2 separate regions of the Mus musculus genome follow, and region 1 is linked to region 2. A link is a contact called in public Micro-C data. All regions are on one chromosome and are shown on one strand. Each heading gives the region's core, a stretch centred on a gene start, on an enhancer-like site or on the middle of the called end of the contact. The rest is flanking DNA. Distances are from core to core; before and after follow the strand shown. Region 1 overlaps Nav2 (neuron navigator 2). Region 2 has its middle 49 kb from the start of Gm32849.

What was found. A called contact is a pair of places that touch in the nucleus more often than the background predicts.
Region 1: a contact with region 2 is called in a Micro-C map of the G1E-ER4 cell line. The contact joins two enhancer-like sites.

The regions. Positions count from the first base shown.
Region 1 is chr7:49,328,918-49,332,461 of GRCm38.p6, reverse strand. The region is part of intron 1 of Nav2 (neuron navigator 2); the gene reads right to left. Among named protein-coding and RNA genes, the nearest start is that of Gm51448, 20 kb to the left of the region's middle. Within about 2 kb of position 2,136, at least 19 of the 459 cell types and tissues checked have an H3K27ac peak or open chromatin away from gene starts, as enhancers often do. A contact at or near this core is called in the G1E-ER4 cell line, where this site is marked.
Region 2 is chr7:48,990,168-48,993,913 of GRCm38.p6, reverse strand. It overlaps a transcript of Nav2 not described here. Among named protein-coding and RNA genes, the nearest start is that of Gm32849, 49 kb to the left of the region's middle. Within about 2 kb of position 1,618, at least 31 of the 459 cell types and tissues checked have an H3K27ac peak or open chromatin away from gene starts, as enhancers often do. A contact at or near this core is called in the G1E-ER4 cell line, where this site is marked.

The sequences.
Region 1 (3,544 bases), core at 887-3,386, 340 kb before region 2:
AGAGGACCCACCCCCACACATGGAGTCACCGTGAAGCGTGGCTCCCACTAATGCAGCAGAGAGCTTGGAAGGATGAAGAGCTCCACAGTTCAGTCTTTTCGTGGCCTCTAACCTGATCCTAGACAGAGCAGCCCCAGCAGTCTCTCCTATGTGATGGGTGCTCTCAGCTAATGGGGAGCTGGCACTCACTAGAGGAAGCAGTTCTCGTCCATACTCCCAAGGCCAACACTACACTCACTGCAATCAGGGGCAGTGTCTCGGTTCAGCAGATGCCTGGTGAATCTGTTATATAGTTTTGATACATGACACCAGCATAATGTGCTCGCCTGGGAATATTTTGGTGCCAAGAATGAGCAGGAGGGAAAGCACTGCAGAAGGATTGACCTTGGTAATCTCCCACCACAGTAACTCCCCACTCCAATCCCCCCTGGAGGAGCTTTAATGAAATCTTGCAAGAGATGAGATGCGGCAATGCTGGAGGAGATAGAGCCCTGTCTGGAATATGCAACTGTCTGCAGGAGGGTGTGGTGAACTAGAGAGCAATGGCCTTTCTCCGTGATCTAAAGGGCTGCTTGTAGCAGACAGGAAGCCACTGCACACGTCTGTCTGTGCTCTCCAATCAGGGTTAATGGATACTGGGGTTGGAGAACAGCCTATATTTGTGCCTCTAACACTTTGCTTGAAGCCTGTGTGGGACAACAAAGACTCCACCGATGGCCTGTCCCCGGTGACTATGCCTTGCTGCCCAAAATTGTTTCTCAGGATGAACAAACACTGATGTCCTGCTCCTAACCAACACGACTACAACGAGGTCTACCTGCTTCGTTGGGTTGCTCCTGAATCCATCATTCATAAGAAACCAAGATGAACACTGTCTTATTTAAAAGACATGCCAACAGGAGGCCAGCCCACTGACCACAGAGACTTGCAATGATGTAGTCTCTGTGTCAACGTGGCCCCATCTACTAGGGGACCTTTCCCATATAATGAATATCACAGCACCTCCCTGCACCCAGAGTCAGACGGTCCTGAGACACAGAAGGGGGCTTCTCAAATGCTCAGGCCCAATGCTGACATCTTGTCATAGAATCCTAAGCCTGACCTCCATGCTAAGTTTTCCCAAACATCAAGTCATGAAGAACCTTCTTAGCCCCATGGGCTGCTGGATATTCTTCCTGGAAAGCTTCCCTTGGTTGACTTGAGTGTGGATCCTAGAAAGAAACGTAGCGGTGAACACCCCAGCCTTTAGAACCAAACAGTGGCAAGGTGCCTGGGTGGTTGTGAGTCTTTGTCTTACAAATGCATTTCAGATGTCCATGAAACGCCCTCTCCCTCTACTGCCCTCTGTTCTTACCCAACAGAGGCTGAGGCTGGGTAAAGCTGAAAGTGGCTTTGCTTTGTTTTATTTATTGACACAGAGTGCCACTATGTAGCTCAGGTTGGTTTTGAACTCTCTGCTCTCAGTCTTCTTGCCTCTGCTTCCCAAGTGCTTGGATTTCAAGTGCACACCCCACCCCTGACTCTGAAGGCAATTGCTAAAATTAAAGCAAAGACCTGATTTTTATTGCAACCACCCCTCCACCTCCAGAAGATGGCCATAAGCCAGCTCCCCCACATCCTCCTATAGTGGTCTTCAACGTAGTCATCCTGCCTCCTGACCCATAGGGCTACTGTGGTCCCTGGGTTGTATCTTCACATACGGAGTCCTAAACTGCTTCAGAAGAAGTCAAAGATCCTGGCCAGCCACATTGCACTCTGCTTAGGAAGAGAAAAGCCTTATAGAGAGAGAGAAAGAGAGAGAGAGACAGAGACAGAGACAGAGACAGACAGAGAGAGACCAGGTGAAGCAAAGAGGGACAGGAAGGAGGCTGTGAAGACAAAGCTTTTGACATTTAGCAGTGTATATGGAGGGTGGGCAGTGGGAGACTTCAGCTCCATGCTGCTCATGCCCACACAGCAAAGAGAGATGCTTCATGGGTGACCCGCAGGGAGCAGAGGGAGAAGTGCCAGCCTGCTGGTTTCGGCCAAGAGACAGGCTACATTGTCACAGGCTGCCTCAGTGCCCACCATATTCCACTCCCCACCCAGAGATGCAGCTTGCTGTTGCCAAACTGGTTGGGCTAAGTCACAGACAGTAAAAAGGACCTGTCTGGCTGCCACATCCCTGATCAAAGCTGACTCATTTCAAAGGCAAACTGTCAGCCGTCCGGGAGATTGGGATCAGACAGAAAAATAAACTATCAGGTTACTTCAGGGGCTAAAAAACAAAACCTCCCTATAAACAAAGTCATCTTTTGTGCTCTGAAATGTTCCATCCTAATAACCCATGAGGAAAATTATCAGGCATTAATTAAAGTACACACTTGGGTCTGGAGGTAAGGCCCTAATGCTCATTTGGCTCACATCGTCCCCTATGGGGAAATTTTTTAAAGCTGGGAGCTTAAGAACGCAGACCTAAGACTAAACCAGACTCAGGTCCCACCTTGTTCTATAGTCACTCATGATGCTATTGTGGCATAGTGATAGCTCAAAAAGGGTCTAGGAGACTGAGATACACATAGACATACACATGCACACACAAACATAGACACACACATATACACAGACAAGAGACAGACAAGAAAACCCACACATATAGACACAGAAACAGACATATATAGACAGACATACACAGAGATGCATACAAAGAGACACACACACAAATATGAAGACATAGATATATATTGGGAAACACATACACAGGCACATACATATACATACACAGACAAATGCACACACACACACACTCCCCCTTCTTTCTTTTGAAAGACACAGCATGGCAAAGCTATCAGCCACAGTTTCGCTCGGCTCACATTTCAGGACAAAGTTGGTTTCAGATCTGGATTCTCAGAGCGAAACAATTTGGTTGAGAGTAGATTTTCTGGGCAGGTCTCTAGGTATCGGCCTAGCAATGGGAAGAACTGATCCACATGATGTGTTAGAGACAATGGAGGCCATTCCTGCTTCTCAGTCCCTGGACACTTGAGAACTCAATGGGGTCTGTGGATGTGCACAGAAGGGGGCAACCATGCCTGAGCTCCTGGGGCCAGCTTTCTTTTCTTCAGTGAGGTTGTGGCTCACTCCCCGGGACCTAAAATATGCACAGGACACATGACTACACCCAAGGCTAGTCAGAATAGTCCTGGAGTCAGACTCCCTATACAGAAATGCCAGTGAGGAGCGGCTGCATCCTGTGGTAAGAACTGTCTGCCATCTAGTTGGTGAGAGAATGCAAACTCAGTGAGGCAGCTAGGAGAAACACAGAAGCCATCACTAACATTAAGCCTGCCTCCTTCAAAGTACATCCACTTAGTAGAATGCCAGGGGTTCCCTCAGATTCCAAGAGTCTGCAAGATAACATTCTATCCTACTTGGGCTGAAACCAGGGTGGTTCAAATACTGCCTCCACCAAGTTGGCTTTGTGAAAGCAAGTGTTCTAGCTACTGAGTCCACTCAAAATATAATCTATTGGGGCTCTGATATACCCCACTAATGTATGTGACCT
Region 2 (3,746 bases), core at 369-2,868:
CAGCCCTCCCCATTCTCAGCAATGAAAGTCCCATGTCTACACAGCCCTCCCCAGTCTCAGCAGTGAGAGTCCCATGTCTACACAGCCCTCCCCATTCTCAGCAATGAAAGTCCCATGTCTACACAGCCCTCCCCAGTCTCAGCAGTGAGAGTCCCATGTCTACACAGCCCTCCCTAATCTCAGCAATGAGAGTCCCATGTCTACACAGACCTCCCCAGTCTCAGCAATGAGAATTCCATCTCTACACAGATTTCCCCAATCTCAGCAATGAGAGTCCTGTGTCTACACAGACCTCTCCAGTCTCAGCAGTGAGAGTCCCATGTCTATACAGACCTCCCCAGTCTCAGCAGTGAGAGTCTTGCGTCCCCAGAATCCTCTTGGTCCTGGGCAAGGAGGGAAGAATGACCACCCTATAGGACTTCGTCATGCTAAGGACACCTAACATTGCACAAAGATGGGGAGAGTCGGTAGAAGACTGAGTTTGTATGTATAATGTATGCAGAGTACTAAGCCCCTGCTTCCACCACCCTGAGTCCATGTTCTCCCGTGAGCACACTGTCACAGGACTCATAATGCCTCAGAGTGCCCTGGACACCAGGGCTTTGCCAGGTAATTGAATGTCTTGCTGCACCCTGCTCTCCTGCTTTGGGCTCCCCAAAAAATGGGAGATTTGCCTTTCTGCATAGTCCTCCTCTCATGGTAGGCTACTCAGAAGCACACACTCTCTGGCAGCCATGAGATTACAGGACAGGGAGAATCCGGAGCTAGCTCTGGCATGCTGTGAAGTTCCCGGACCAGTGACTTCTCCTAGCCAGTGCCTTCCAGATCTTCAGGACACAAACAGGCACATCCACAAGGATCAGCTGTAGCCTATGGAAATCCAATACAGAGAGAAACCCACCTCACGAGCTTGACAGATATCCACCTCGCCATGCTGTGTTCAAATCTCAGATGTTGCCAGAAAGAAGAGAAGGTGCCTGTTGTTATTCATTTGCATAAAAGATTTCATTCACGTGGCTAACTGCAAACAGCACAGAGACTGTAGGGAGTGGAAATGTTTAGAAAAATGGATACTTTTTTTCTTTCTAAAGGATCCTAGAAAGTAATACACAATGTTAATTATATAACTTTATTAAGTATAGACATGAAAGCTACTGGCAATCTTTCTTCAGTCTACTTTGGGGATAGCTTATTAGTGACCTGGCAGGGGATGGGAGGAGGGGGTATTAGATAGATGCTCAGTGCTGGTGGACAAGGAAATAATGTGGAAGCACAGTCAACAGCTATGCGGGTGTAGTATGGCTGGGCTCTGTACACAGCCATAGAAGGCATAAGCGGGATGTGGGCTCCTCACCTGCCATCCCAAAGCCATCCCAATGAGAACTTGATCATTAGTCCTACAATTGCAAAAAGTGGAGGCTCTGGGTTTCATTAAAATGATTCTGCCAGCACGCCTATCAGTGATCCAGGGCGTGCACAGGGCTCAGCCTCCTTGAGTCTGCTAGGGAACTGATAAGGTGCCTCACATGGGGCTTTGGTGAGCAGCAGAATGAGAGAATGCATTGGGATGGTTCCATTTAGCTTGGGACACATTGCCAAGGAACAGACTCAGAGCTGAGGAAACAAAGAGCCCTAAAGAGTTTCAGGAATGCAGTGAGGAAGGACTAGTAATGAGAACGGGGTAGGCACCTCACTCCCCAAAGCCTCTGTTTTCTGTTGGTCAGAAAGAGTTCACTGCAACGTGGATAGCAAAAGATAAGTGGCACAAGGAGGAGGGGCTGTGCTGCTGAGCCACCGGGGAAGATGTGTTTGCGGTCCCAGCAAAGATGTGATCACTTCCAGGCCCGCATCTCGTGGAGCTTGTCTCATACATGCTCAGTGAAGCCTGATTCCTCTCTCCAGAGAGGAGCTGTTTGCTCAAGCCCCAGACAGCTCCACCTTGTCAAATGCTGCCTGCTCTGATCTTCCACCTGCCAGGGTCTCCCAGCCTTGCCTCTCCCCTTAATCCATTCAAAAGGCTGAGACCCAAATAAACTGTCAAGCACTCCCCATCACTCTTGTGGAGTGGGGCCAGTCCACCCCAGCTCCCGTTTCTCTACATCAGCACCCAGGCCCCTTCTGCTTGTCAGAAAAAAAAAAAAAAAAAAAAGCAAGAAGATGAAGAAGGAGGAAGATGAGGAAAGAAAGATGAAGATGAAGAGAGGAAAAAGAAATGAAATAAAATTCTGGGAACAGGGGCCTGTCCTGTCCTTTTAGCATACTCTTTTACCTTTCCAAGCAAAATCTGGTTAACAGACAAGAAAGCAATTGACTCTGAGTATTCTAGATCCAGTCAAGTCCACGAACCTTCATCCATTTGCCTGCATTATGCCACGCTTGGTGCTATGTGCTACAATGCCTCTCCCCAGGAACCCATGGCTCAGAGATGAATCAGTTTTGCAAATAACCAAGCCCCGTAGCAGGGGCAACAATGTTACAGACCAAGGCTCTGAGGGAGCGGAGCAGGACTCTGTATCAGTCTGAGAGACAAAAGAACAGAAATGGAGACAGGGTGGAGGTGAGTAGTGGATATCCTAGGCAAAGACCAAGAGAAAGAGAAACTGGTGCCAAGGCACCAGGCTGTGGTGAGACCTGACCATTCCAGCCACCCTCACGGGGAGCGTGCTCCCTCTTCCAGCTGGCCCCATGAATGCTGACACACCAGCACTTGTCACAAGTCATCCAAAGTATCCACTTATTTACTTTCTTCCTTGCCAAACTAGAAGCTCTAGACAGTGTCTGGAATATAGTAAATTCTCAACAGAGAGTTTTAAGTGGATGATGGGGTGGGTAAGTAGATGGGTGGATGGGTAGATAAACGGCCAGTAAAATTAATGAACAGACCTGTCTCCTTAAGAAACAATACCATAGTGTAGGACTGGTTTGATGTGGGGGAACTTGGGTGCAAGTGCCAGTGCTCTGGTCCTAGTCTCATAAGGGCTGGGTAACATGCTCCCTTTGAGCTTTGTTGTTGTCTGTTGCAGGTGTCTAGGGTATCTGTCTCAGAGTTCTCAGGACGTTGAATGTGATGGTCAATGTGACTGTACTTTGTATGTTGCCAAATATGGAGAGGTATGTCATGTGTATTTTTTAGCCATGGTGCTATATAAGCAAGCACAGAAACCCCGATGGCAACCCCGCTTTAACAGGAAGGAAGCGTGATGTTTAGAAAGGCTCTAAATATGATCCCACAGAGTGGTGAGGCTCTTGCATTGGTTAACATTGCACTGTGATCTCTGCTTGTCGTAACTTTGTAGAGAGCAACTTGACAAAAAACTTCTCATCTTCTGGCTGCTTCTTGCCACTTCAGTGGAGCCTTGTGCTTTCCTCCGGATCGAGCATCTGCTACCGATTCGTGTTTGGTGTTTGCCAATTAGACTGCACTGCTGCTACTGATTCGTGTTTGATGTTTTGGACTGCACTGCTGCTATCCTGACAACGAAGATTGGGATCTTCGCATAGAACTACTTCTAAACAGGTCAACAACCCCGGTTTCCTAGCAACCTTTCTTTTCCCCTACCTCTGGTAGGTGGGCTAGAAGGGACTCTGGAGTGTTAAGAAACTCGAATTAAAGTAGGTATTGAACAGTCTAAGCCTACATACAGAGGGGATGGGTAGATTTGGTCAGAGCTCTAGCACACACACACACACACACACACACAGACACACACACACACACACACACACATGAAATTCTCAAACAAAAG